2 separate regions of the Triticum aestivum genome follow, and region 1 is linked to region 2. Evidence: chromatin contacts called from public Hi-C data. All regions are on one chromosome and are shown on one strand. Each heading gives the region's core, a stretch centred on a gene start, on an enhancer-like site or on the middle of the called end of the contact. The rest is flanking DNA. Distances are from core to core; before and after follow the strand shown. Region 1 holds the start of LOC123162246 (NAC domain-containing protein 21/22). Region 2 holds the start of LOC123157200 (AUGMIN subunit 2).

Region 1 (6,971 bases), core at 242-2,741, 160 kb after region 2:
GGATCACTCCTGGCTTGGCCTCGATGACAACCCTACATTACATGCAGAATTTTTTTTTGGCCAACTGAGAAATAGCAATTGCGATTATTTTTTTGCGAAAAATTCTTCCAATCTAATAAGAAGATGTAACAATAGTACACATCTCCATAGAAGTAAAAAAGATTACAATCAGGACCATAGACCTCCATGGACCACCTACTGACGACTATAAGCACTACACAAGGCGCGCCACTGTCATCGTCCCTTCCTTACCGAAGTCGGGCAAATCTTTTTGTAGTTGATAGTGAAAAATCGTCATGGTAAAACTCCAAAAGATCAAGGCACTAGAGCAGCAACCATAATCATTGATGAAAAATGTAGAGCACGAGAATCCCACACCAACAACCACGAGCGTCAGCTAAATCCAGAAGACCAAAACCGACCAAACCCAAATAGATTCGTCAGAGACACACGTATATGCACCCTCCATCGATACTAGACACACCGACATCGCCGGAGCGGGCATAAGGCAGAGAGGACATTATTCCGACTCTGGGGTGTTGCTGCCGCCTGGCCATTCCGACCAAGACATTGAGCACTGCCATCACCCAAACCATGGCCGAAGTGCCGGCGACTCAATAATCCTAACTCCGGGAAAGAACCCCAAACTACTAGTGCAACCTAACGTCGTTGAGGCCCACAGAGGAGAGGGGAGGCCGACGATGCACCAGAGGAGCGGCTAGCTAAGTATTTTGAAGGGGGAAACTTATGCTCATTTGTGTCCATAAGCAATTGCAATTAATAACTACTAATACTCTCTTCATCTCATATTAATTATCTCTCGAACGGATGTATCTAACACTAAAATACGTCTAAATATATCCATTTAACAACAACTAATATGGGATGGAGGGTATGATGGGTCAATGACACGGACTGTTTTATCAGCAAAAAATCACATTAAAGATGCCCAAAACCAAATCCCTGAAATTTCCCTCTCTCTCTCTCGCTGCATATACGTACGCGCACTTGCATCGGTGCCCAACAGCCCATGCCACCTCCCCATGCCGGAGATCTACTTCTCCGATCACACCCCGTCAGAGTCGCAAACTCGAATTAGGCGACGCCGCAAAGCCGAGAGATATGCGCCCGCTACGTGATTAGGCCGGTCCGCGCTTCGAATTAAATGCCCCGCCCAACCCTAACCGCGCACGGCGCATCTCTCATCTCGTCTGCATGACTGCATCTGCGCGCCCACGTCACCGCCGGCGACGTCCAGCGACCGTGACACGGCCACCGGCTCGCGGCCGTCCGATCATGGCTCGAACGCCCACCGGCCGGGACCGGCCCAGCGAATCAATCCTCGCCACCTGGCGCCCGGCACTCTAGCCGAGAGGAAAAAGGAAAAGTCTCTCCAGCTGGGTGAGTACGTACGCCGCTCTGCCTAGCTATACGTAGTACCAGTACAGCTATACTGGTAGTATACTACCAGTAGCAGAGCCGTAGCCTTCCCGGCCCCTCCCCATCTCTGTGAAAGCATCGGCGCAAAAACTAGTTGACCTGACCATGCCCTCTGCGCTGGCTCCTATTAATACCATCGTCTTCCTCGCACTCCTCTCCTCCTTCATAATCATACCCCTCTCGGTAAACGGCGCTTGCAGCAGCCGATCCCTCCACCCACCCGGCCGGCCATCGGTGGCTGGCTGCCGGCTGCTGCTTCTTGTGTTGGTTCCACTTCCACTGCTGTGCGCCGTGGAGATCGGCAGCAGCAGCCGTCGGTCCTCTCCTCTCTTCTAGCTCCTGCCGACCGATCTATTGATCTGTCTGAGGGGGGAACGAGCTGCGCGGTGTGGCGGCCGCCGGGGAGGCGATGAATTCGCTGAGCATGGTGGAGGCGAGGCTGCCGCCGGGGTTCAGGTTCCACCCGCGGGACGACGAGCTCGTGCTCGACTACCTGACCAGGAAGCTCGGAGGCGGCGCCGGAGGGGCGGCGGCCGCGGTGGCGAGCATCTACGGCTGCCCCACCATGGTCGACGTCGATCTCAACAAGATCGAGCCCTGGGACCTCCCTGGTAAGACCTAATCCAGATACTCCTGTATACCCAAGTAGCTTAATTACACCAGCATGCGTGTGTGCCTAACTGCCTATATGCTTGTGTGATGAGTTCTAGTTTCATCGTCTTCCGGATCATACATACATATGCATGAGTACTTCGCTCCCTGAGGATGATTTATCTGTTCGATTTAATTTCCTTCTCCCGTCTGGCTGCTGATTCGTAATTATTCTTTTAATTTGAAGTCGATGACGTCCCAAATCCCCTTAAATATATCTGATATATCTCCAGTGTATATCTTTTGACGGAACTAACAACGATTTGGTCGTTTCTAAACGGACAATCTTCAGTTCTCCACTGTACTAATTAAATTCCTTGTTCATTTTTTAACAAATAAAGAAGAAATCACATCCAAGAAATTAATTATTTGTCCGTGTGCGTATGCATGATTGTCCAGGGTTCTCAATCATGCATCAAAATGTATTGCTCTGTTGATTCAACTTGAATTTAAGATTTTGGGACCAATCTATGTATTTATGTGCAGCTCAATTAGCTATCTCCATTAATTTCCAGCCTATTAATTCCATGAACAGTTCTCTTTGTTCCTTTCCGCTCATGCATGTGTAGTTTCCTTCAGTTGCATCCAAATCTAAGGTGGCTGCGTGCATGCTGCTAGTGGCTGGCTAGTTGATCCGTTTCCACTCCCAGCCATAACTGAAGTGACCACGACAATTTCAATCTCATCAAGTTGCAAGTTGCAACTATGCATGCATGCTTCCCATACCGCTAGAAACCGACCTTTCCTCCTTTCCTTTTCTTTTCTCACTTTTTTGGCCTTTCTTTTGGTGTGCCCATGCTTTTCCCCCTCTTTATATGTCCTAACTAATTTAATTACCATTCGATTTTTTGGTCGAAAGGCAAGAAAATATCAGAGTGAGATCACCACCAAATTAACTAGTAGAACTGTAGAGAGAGAGAGAGAGAGAGATCAAATTCTTGCACAGTATACTTTATTTTTTTGCCTCTTATTCCAGATATAGGAGACTTGATCAAGGGATGAATATATATAGTTTCTGGAAATTATTCTACAATGAGAACAAAATTCGCACGTCTTGTCTGCCTCTCCATCCTTGTCGCCTTCCCCTCCCCATAACAGAAGGATATTCTCAGAGCCATGAGTTTGTTTGGCCCCTTGCTGGCCTTCTCCGCATCTGTCCCTGTTCTTGCCATACCATCAAATATTCCCCCAATTTGCCTGATCCTTAAAGGGAATTCACAGCCCACGGATGGGGACAAACTTAACACAAAAATGAGGCCTTCCACCTTGCCTATTAGTAGAAATCACACCATGCACAAAGCCATATGAAAAGAACATATATATAGAAAGGGTTGGATGTGTATAATTGATATATCTCACAAGAAAAGGCAAGATGCCTTCCCGTGATCAATAGATCTCCTTTGTTTTGGTTCCAAAAATATCTATTATTCTCCCTATTATGCAATTACCTATTAGTGGATATTTTCTCTGCCTTAATTAAATGGGGCTCTAATGTTAGGACTTTCTCTTAAAAAATGGAGAAGTGTAGTCAGACATACTACTTGGGTTTGCACATTACACACAGTACATCATAGATGCACATCAACATGTTCCAAAAAGATTATTATTTTGTTCATAGTTCATCTCATTTTTACATAATTGTTTTAATTTCCTCCCTGATTGTATTCAGAAATTGCATGCATTGGCGGCAAGGAGTGGTACTTCTACAGCTTGAGGGACAGGAAGTACGCTACAGGCCAGAGAACAAATAGAGCAACTGAATCGGGCTACTGGAAGGCCACCGGAAAAGACCGATCAATAAGCCGGAAAGGGTTGCTTGTTGGCATGAGAAAAACCCTAGTGTTCTATCAAGGCAGAGCCCCTAAGGGGAAGAAGACTGAGTGGGTCATGCACGAATTCCGCAAGGAAGGGCAAGGCGATCTGATGAAGTTGCCACTCAAGGTAATCATCATTATATAATTATACACATGAGCAAATTTAATCTTACTACTTGATACTCCACTCTTTTCTCCTTTTGTTCCTTATTTGATGCTTATAGTATAATGCATCACATGTATGGATAGTGCAGGAGATCCCACCAAAAATTAATGCACACAAACTATATATCTCGCGACTTTTTTTAAGGAAGGGAGGGGACACTGAAAATGAAACATAACAGATCTGAATTCATATGTGGTAGATTTTATGAGAAGTATGAACTAATATAAAGAAACAAAAACCTTTTGTTCACGTGACATCCACATGTGGAGGCTGCTGGCCGGAATGCCAACTCATCCTATAATACATGTGCAGTGGATAATGTAGTACCACCCGACAGCTCATTATACACGCATGCCCTCTCAATTCAAGATCTAGCTAGGTAGCTATAGAGAGTAGAATTCAAGCGCCAAAATAACTAGCTTCTTAACTAGCCCTTAATTTGTGATAATTAGGCGTCATATAAATAATACTGCAAGATGTCTAAAAACTGGTGTGGTTTGTTCATGATTTTAATTGTGGATTAGCCAGGCCGGTTCCGTTGTACTTGATCCATTATTTACATGTGTGGGTCACTCTCATGCCAGCTACGTACATGGATATGAGGATGATCTGGTCTCTTTTAGATGTACACCCCAATATATATATGATCACTTCAGATGCATACATATATGATATAATACCAATTAATCTACTCACTTATTTTCCAGTCTAATGATGTTAATGTGTAATATTTTGTTAAACAGGAGGACTGGGTCTTGTGTAGGGTTTTCTACAAGACTAGGGCAACCGTTGCCAAGCCACCCACAGGGAGCAGCTACAACATTGACAGTGCAGCCGCAACCTCACTGCCTCCTCTCGTTGACAACTACATTGCCTTTGACCATCCTGGAATGTCGACGGTGCAAAACCTAGAGGGTTATGAGCAAGTGCCCTGCTTCTCCAATGGCCCCTCCTCTCACCCATCGTCGTCGGCCTCGATGAACATCCCGGTGACGGCAATGGCGCCCATGGCTGCTGATCAGGAGCAGCAGCACATGGGGAAGGCAATCAAGGACGCGTTGAGCCAGCTCACCAGGTTTGAGCAAGGCAATGTGAAGAGGGAGGCGCCTGCCCAGGGTGGTGTGTTTGCTCAAGATGGGTTCGAGTACTTAGCTGATAGTGGCTTCTCACAGATGTGGAACTCACTCAATTGATTTTCTAGCTAGTGATATTATTGCTACCAATCAAGGATGGATATAACTCTTGAAAAGAAGATCTAGACTTGGGTGTGTGTGCCTATATGTGCTATTGCATGCAGTTGTGGTATATAGCTAGTAGTACTATCATTCAAGTTCACATTATTTGTCAAAAAGAAAAGGAGGGTCAGAGGAGAGAGCTGATATATGTCATCAGTGATGTAAATCTGTATATACATTATTTGTGTACGACTATGGATAAGAAGGAAAAATTTAGTATCTGGTGCTAGAATATATTATAAACTAATATATTGAAACATAAATTTTGGTGGTTCGTATTACAGAATCTACTCTATTTGTCTGTTGGGCTTTCTTGTGTATTAGTTTGGTCTGTGCAAATGATTGACATATACTCATTATATAATGGTTATACATTCGAGACTAATCTCCCGCTCCGCTCCTTCTGAGTTCTAAGGGAGGTTATATATGTCGCCGTCCACTTGTTTATCTTTCTTCGGTGCCAAATATATATCTCATATTTAATGACTGAAATTCCTGTTTTAATTGGGCCCGCTCCAAGTTTCCAATAAATCAAAGGGGCAACTGCCCATTTTAAATTACTATTGGACATTTCTCAGATCAGCCCCTTGGCTGCAGCATGTGGTTTCTACTGGGCCTTTGACCTGAATTTGCAGTTTTACCAAGGAATTAAGCAGTAAACAGAAAGTCTGTTTGAAAAGTCAGATCATTAAAGAGTATATATTCACTTTTTTTCTTTTTTTTTCTCATACATGAATTAAATGTTTATCCGATGCAACAGAAAAATGCTTGGTCCTTTCCATGTGGACAAAAAGAAAGACAGACAAAGTCATAGCACACAAGTGGAGATTCTTTAAAATATATTTATATGCCGTGAAAGGGATTTAAGTTCACACCTATATCCTCATGTGCCTGGTACTAAGATCAGTTAGTAACTTGAAAACCCCTAACTAATTTCAAACACCAACATGTGGACCATATAAAAACACTACGAGTTACACAAGCCCACTAGTATATACTCGAGGTATTTATTATTCTCTAAAGCTAGTTGACAATACACTACTTTGATTTGCATTCACGATTCTCCACCACTACTGCTAACTAATCATTGTGCACGAAAAATTCCAAGAGGGTACTTTCCTGGGAAATCCTTATTGTAATAGCTCTGACATCCTTACATATATTAGTAGTATTGATGATGATGCAGTTGCCAACCTAACCAATGAACTCATGCAGCTGAACCTGTACTTACCATGAACCATATGCATGAATCAGTACTTCAGTGGTACACAAACATGCCAACAGTTCATGCATGAAATGGAGTAGCTGGTAGGTGGTTCTTGTTGCAATTCATCAACAGCATGATCATCCCTGATAAGTTGGGGTACCATGTGGTGTGGGCTCCAGATCTCAGCCTCCTAAAAGCTCAGATCTTGTCTCTTTCACTAGCCTGAACTCTGTAGAGAGCGTGTGGGCTTCCCTCTGTCCCTGCATAATGGAATAGCTTTTCTTCAGTTAACCCCTGCACAGTGTTTAGCATGCTGTATACGTATGCCGGCACTCTAGTAGTACCGCGACATACGTATGACACCACTCTAGTAGTACCACTGACTAAAGCTGACTAATAATTACACCAGCTGATCGGTTAAGTAGCTTCCTGACATCCCTTTGCTGGCCTTTCATACC
Region 2 (6,777 bases), core at 4,123-6,622:
TTTCCTTCTCTCCTACTCCTACTACTTGGAAGGGGGGAATCCTACTCCCGGTGGGAGTAGGACTCCCCAGGGCGCGCCATAGTTGAGGGCCGGCTCTCCCCCTCCTCCACTCCTTTATATACGTGGCGAGGGGGCACCCCATAGAGACATAAGTTGATCATTGATCTTTAGCCGTGTGCGGTGCCCCCTCCACCATAATCCACCTCGGTCATATCGTAGCGGTGCTTAGGCGAAGCCCTGCGTCGGTAACTTCATCAACACCATCGTCACGCCGTCGTGCTGACGGAACTCTCCCTCGAAGCTCTACTGGATCGTGAGTTCGTGGACGTCACCGAGCTGAACGTGTGCAGATCGCGGAGGTGCCGTACGTTCGGTACTAGGATTGGTTGATCGTGAAGACGTACGACTACATCAACCACGTTGTCTTAATGCTTCCGCTTACGGTCTACGAGGGTACGTGGACGACACTCTCCCATCTCGTTGCTATGCATCACCATGATCTTGCGTGTGCGTAGATTTTTTTTTGAAATTAATACGTTCCCCAACAACGGCGGTGACGTCCTCTCTGTCTAGATGGATGGTAGTGGATACCTTGTAAAGACAATGCAATCCCGCTTCGAGGGCGGACGAGCTAGCGCCTCGTGTCTCTACTTCTTCCGGTCCTGATGTGACATCTAGTTGTGGCGATTGTGTTGTTTGCAGTAAGGGCATTACTATTCATGAATGTTCGTTTCTAGACAATTTTGCTGCCAACAAAAGATCATCTTTTGTAAAATGCAATGTGAGCGCACAAAAGCCATGATTCCTCTCCAACTATTTTTTCTTTTTTCCTCTAGGATCTTATTTTATTATTTACCTTTGTTTTTGTTTTTCTGTGAACACGCGTGGTTGTAGTGGTAGTTTTCATGTGGTTTTGGTGTGGGAGAGTGTCATACTTCATGCGGTCACCGTGGATGGTCAATTTTGTGCAAAGTATTATAAGTGCATCGATGAACACTACCATCGAAATGTGAAGACACCATGCATCGGTCGATGACTTAAGTCACTCACAAACTGTCGGAGTGTGATCCTTGAGTGTTGCAATCGGTGGGTGGATTGTTCGGAGCAAGTGAACACACTTCCTAGTGGTAACACAATTGATGAATATGTGACTGATTTTGTCATCTTTTTCACTGCATGTTTAGAATACATTTCAATTATCTTTGCTCACGAAACCACCTTCTAGTTGTATGTTGTAGGACAAGTTCATTCAAGAGAGATACAAGCAAAAACATTAGTCAAAAAGTAAGCCATTTGCCTTGCACCATTGTTGGGCATTTCTCCAAAACTATGAGAAGTGGAGGAAGAGGAATGATGAGGCTCCACCAAAGAGACCGAGGTCATGTACCTAATCCTCTCTACAGCTTGAAGATGGGATGAAGATTTTGATGAACATAAAAGGAAACAAGGAGTCCTACTTTGGTGTCTATCAAGGGGCGGCCCGATGGGAGGAAGATGGTGAAGAAGAAGCTCAAGAGAGATGGAGAGATCGCGACAATGGAAGACAAGATTGATGAGTCGATCCAATGCAAAGGAGGTGTCAACTCAAGCTGTGCAGGCAAAGTTAGAGTTGGAGAAGAAGCAACAAGAGAAGATGACGATGTGGTAGGAGAAGAGAATGAGAAGCACAAGGACGACACAGATAAGTGTGTATTTCTTCTCGATGAGAACCAATTGAGGCAAGAGATGGCGCCAAGGAGAATCAACTGATTAAAGAGGAATCCAAATGAGATATATTAAAAGGTAAGATCCTTTTGGAAGATGACGCGGGCGAAGATCTTGGCATCTAGGATGCAATGGAGCGTCACACACTTGGGGGGAAGGAGTGGTACTAGCGACATCGACATGTAACGATTTTTGTGTTGAAGATATGAGCATGATGTTGCTTTTGGTTAGACTTCATTTCTGGATAAAGGTTATCTTGTTTTATTCGTGTATTTTCATCCTCATGGATCTAAAACATATGAGCAAGATGAAGTGCAATCTATCTGTGGAAAGCCTACTGGTAATTTACTTAGTTCTGATATTTCATAATAGCTCTTGCCGGCGACCAGAAGAAACCAAACACAATAAAATTGAAGACAAGCCTCGGCGATCCTATTTTTTATACAGAATGCAAATAGCTGAGTATTAGCTTGGTGAGCTGTGATCTACAGGTCCCTGTTAATGGAGGATGGCCATGACAGCCTCCTCTGGTTGATATTGTCGAGTTCATCACTTTCAGGGTTTGCGTCGTCCACTTGCTTCCAGGTATTGAGCATCGAGCCCTCTCTCCTCTGAGGAGGCGTCAAGAACTTCAAATCATCAATGGAGCCACCTGGGGTCATTGACAGAGAAGAATGACCAACGCGTAGTGTTTGAAGAGTAGAAAAGGATTCCCTCATCGCAGACATGGCCTCGAAGAACCGGGTGCAGGATGCAAGCGCAGCAGGTATCGGTCGTAGCATTTCCTTCACAGAGATAAAAGATAGCCATTAATATTTCCTTATCTGACTTGGTATACTCATAGACAAGAAAGAGCTGCCATAAGAAAATGCGATCAGAATGCACAAAATCATTCTATACTGACATGATAAATCATTTGTCATCTCTAGATTTGGCAGTGGTAGAAATAATATTTGCATCTGCAGTGGAAGGTGTTTTGCAGGGGATAAATTCACTACGACTCCTAATTTAATTACCAGAAGGAGTATTTTCAACTTACACCCCATACAGCAGGCGACTCTCTGAAGTTTTGACTCCACTGGAAATCTCCAACTGATGCTGTCAATGCCCCATAATCACTTGCCGCTTTCAGAAGTAGCTCCGAGAATTGTTTCTGAGGAGAAGCAAGTACAGTTAGTAGGAAAAATTGCGCTTCGCTCAAGAAACCACAGTCCTTTGTAAAGAAATCACCTAAACAGGTGCACCTAAGATTCTCCTCCACATCAATACATTGTAACGAATGCCAAGAATCAGAAAACTGGATGTAGGTTGCTACTTGATACACCATTTTCAGTTCGCATGTGTAAGTTCATGAATGAATGAATAATATATTTTCTATAAAAATCTGAAACCAAAATGATCGAGAACCCAACCTGGTATTCAGCTTCAACAGGAATGCAGTCAAGCGAGTAAGGTTGCTGCAGACGGGCAATAATGCGGTCCTGATAGAAAAGGGTTGTTATTTTGATATCCAGATCTTGTAATTAGTTGATCTATATGGTATATGGAGCAGCCAACAGCACAGGCAGAACTTTCTTCACGCAATAACCTGAGTAACAGGTGGTCCCAAGAAACAAAGAAAGCAAGTAAAAAAAATTTAGTGACTTCTGACTTCCAGTACCTTGTTTTGAATAACATCTTTCAAAATAGCAGTAATTCTGGCCAACGATTCACACTTCTTCTCCATTTCACTAACATGAGTCAAATGAGCAATGTTTTTATCATCCTGCGATAAACAGAAGTTCATCAATATGATCAACGAAGATAACTGACACCAATCAAAAGCCCAGAAAACTGAATACACCAGCATTTGGAGATGATATATAGCAAAGTTTACAAGTGAAATATAAATTGGACGCTTGTTATTCTGCTTGTGATCACATTTAATAGTTTAAGTTCTATACATCACCAGTTAAATGCTTTAACCTTGCACATTTAGAGAGGCTTGGACATTGCAATTCATTTTTCAAGCATAAAAACCTAGGTACAGCAAGTGTGAGCACGTATCAGATTCGTAGACAAATATAAGATTATTCTTTTCACTTGAGAAGAAAAAATGATCAATGTTATTAATATGCTTTGATAGCAAAGACATATTCACCATAATAGTCAAAGTGGACATATAGATAGAAGCAAATGTATCTCCAATATGCTCTAATTATCCATGATGTTCTCATTTCTACCAAGAACATGAATAACCTCATGGGAATTTCATGGTTTCGCCACCACAGTAAGTCAGTAACAGAACGAAAAGGATATTCACAAGAGCAAAACAAACTGATGAAATACGAAAGCGTTGATCTAAAGTCAAAGTAATATCGTGTAGTAAGGGATCGGGAAAGGTAATCAACAAACTAAAACTGCATAAGTATTGGCATGGCAAAGAATTGGTGTAAACATACAAACAGTAGCAACTGGTCGTCAGTCCATTACCTTTCTGCCTTGTAGCTCAACTTGCAAATTGGCAATGTTCCGCTGCACGACCGTCAGCTCCCTTAACACCCGCACCAGGTCATCACTTTTGTCCGAGGTGTTCTGATCTTCCTGCAATGGCAAGTGACAACAAAGAAGCGTAAAGACTTAAGAAGCACACATGACCATATTCTGCGAAATAAAAAGAACAATCATTTCATCACCATCGCTATTAGTGACATAGAGCACTGTAAATTTCATGAAGCTAGACATCATAACAAAAACAGAGTAATTTTAGATGGGTTACAACTTATAACAGAGTAATAGGGTACTAATTCGGGGGCTGCACTCGTTCGAAACCTACATTTCACAATCCCCGACGGCAATAAACAAGGAACGGAACGGAACCCTACAATTACCTGAAAGGAACAAGAATTCGACCGAGAGATTCAGATCTCGCGAAATGGCGCGGAAGGCACGAAATTGAGAGGAGAAGGATTTGGGGGGGACAGAAGTAAATCGACAGGGCGCAGCGAAGGGGTGGGGGTAACCTGCGTGGGAGGGGCCGGGAAGCCGAGGTCCCCGGCGATGGCGAGCGCCTCTGCCATGCCGCCGAGCCGCTTCGCCGGCTTCTGCGCCGCCGCCATGGCCTCGACCGGTTGTTGGGAGTTGGTGGGCGTCAAGATTTCGCCTCGCCGGCCGGTTGAGCTTTTTTGCCTCCAAATGTCCGATTACTGCTCAGCGCTCCACTTCACTTCCACCCACTACTGACTGAAATTGGACAATTTACAATCAGTGACAATGATCAAGAGAAGTAGGAGTAGTTCAATGTCCATCAATTTACAATCAGTCTAGCAACCATTTGTGATCATAAGCAGCAAATGAATCACATGGCAAGTAGTTCAGGTTCATGTTAAAAGCAAACAGAGGATGAATACCTTGGTGGAGGGCGCTGGGCGTCTGCAGGGGGAGCCGGGGAGGCCGGAGGCGGAGGAGAAGCCGAGAGGGCCGGATGCGCGGAGGGGAGTGCCGGAGGCCGAGGGCAGGAGAGAGAGAGGCCGAGAGGTCCGGCCGGATGAGAGGGACCGAGGGAGAGCCGGCCGCCGGAGCCGGGCCTGGAATCGCTTGCTGCCGCCGCCTTCAGCTAGGCTGGGGAATGGGGATTGATTTGGAATCGGGGGAGGGAAGATACTCTCTCGCTCCAGACAACCAGTCGGTCGAGTCTGGTTTTTTCGAGTCTGGTTTGGTGCGTGGCTACGTGCCCGCAGTTTGGGCTGGACTTTTTTTTTTTTGAGGGGAGGGCTGGACTTAGTACGTGGGCCAAAAGATCAACGAATAAACATTATGGGGGGCAGATTTTTTGGTATTTCAGGGAATTCTCATGAATACCCTGAAATTGAAGAGTATTTCTTCTAAAAGATCGCTCTTACCATGCTAAGTTGTGATAAGTGGCGCGCTATATGTGCTCCATTTGTCGCAACCTAGGAGTTTTTCTTTTTTCATAGATTCGTTTATTCAATACATTTTATCTATTAAACCGTGCGTCCAAATATCGAACCGTATTCATCGTTGGGCCACTCGCGTCGAGATATTTAAAACTAGATCACATATTGATAGATTTCGACAAACATTTTTTCACGAAAAAAACAGACAAAAAAACGAGCCTGGAGGCTTTTTTTTCCTTTCCGAAGAGGCACGCGTTTTTCCCTTTGCGAGAGGCATAGCCGAACCTCTCGCGGAAGCAAATCCATGCCTCTCGTGGAAGGTTAAAAAAATAAAACACATTTTTTAATTTTTTGGGGTCTAAATCCTAAGAAAAACTGGAGGTCGTCCCGCACGCCATCGAGCTTGGTGAAGAGGCTACCGAGCTTTGCAAAATTTTCACAAACATCCTCGTAGCCCCTTGAGTGTCTTGGTGCGTTGATCCACTAGCTTGCGGTTGATGTCTTCATCCAACCCGCCCTTGAGGAGGTCGTAGATCCGGCGCCCTTCAGTTGATAGCTCCTCCATGGTCGTCGTGCAACACCTGGTCTTGTGTCGTGTGAAGTAGCTATGCACCGGAAGCGCGAGAACCGTAGGCTCTGAATACCATATTGTCAGCACTAGTTCAAGTAGCAATTAACCCTAGTGTTGGAGACCAGGATGATCGAGAGAAAATGGCGAGTTGTTGTGTTTATTCACCCACACGTCTGTCAGAATACTGGGCCAGGAAGGCCCAACATTTGAAGTAGTGGCATCCTCGGCCTTGGCGCTCCTCACACTCAATGGGTTAATAATTACTCTACAGCAAACCTTATATCTCGCTTATAGAGGAAGTAGCTTATGTCTCGCCCAAGCTTTTCCGAGTGTTGTATTGTACTGGGTTAACCCATTCTTAGCGCTTGCTCGCTGGTAGGTGTGTATGATGCGTTCTTTTTTTCATTTTTTCTTCCATTTTTTGTTTCTTCACGGGTTTCTTCCTTTTCCATTGTTTTTCACCATTTTCTTTGTTTTTATAGTTTTTTATTTTCTTTCTTTTTCTTCAGTTTTTTTCTTTCTTTCTCAGTTTTCTTGTTTTCTTTGTTTCCTTTTTACACTGCTTTTCTCTGGTTTCTTTTTTCTTGTTTTTTCTTCAGTTTTCTT

The links. A called contact is a pair of places that touch in the nucleus more often than the background predicts.
Region 1: a contact with region 2 is called in a Hi-C map of leaf, with 4 times the contacts expected there. The contact joins the promoter of LOC123162246 here to the promoter of LOC123157200 in region 2. A contact is called at or near these places in 4 of 5 Hi-C or Micro-C datasets (leaf and root) and 1 of 1 datasets of contacts at active chromatin or transcription factors (leaf).

What each region holds. Positions count from the first base shown.
Region 1 is chr7B:633,079,070-633,086,040 of IWGSC CS RefSeq v2.1, forward strand. LOC123162246 (NAC domain-containing protein 21/22) reads left to right here and starts at 1,492. Exons shown (of 3, transcript XM_044580021.1): 1 at 1,492-2,051; 2 at 3,761-4,032; 3 at 4,815-5,584. The coding sequence starts at 1,850. The coding sequence ends at 5,264.
Region 2 is chr7B:632,912,336-632,919,112 of IWGSC CS RefSeq v2.1, forward strand. LOC123157200 (AUGMIN subunit 2) reads right to left here and starts at 5,373. Exons shown (of 7, transcript XM_044575459.1): 1 at 5,094-5,373; 2 at 4,707-4,926; 3 at 4,177-4,287; 4 at 3,365-3,469; 5 at 3,117-3,185; 6 at 2,744-2,857; 7 at 2,031-2,489. The coding sequence starts at 4,802. The coding sequence ends at 2,190.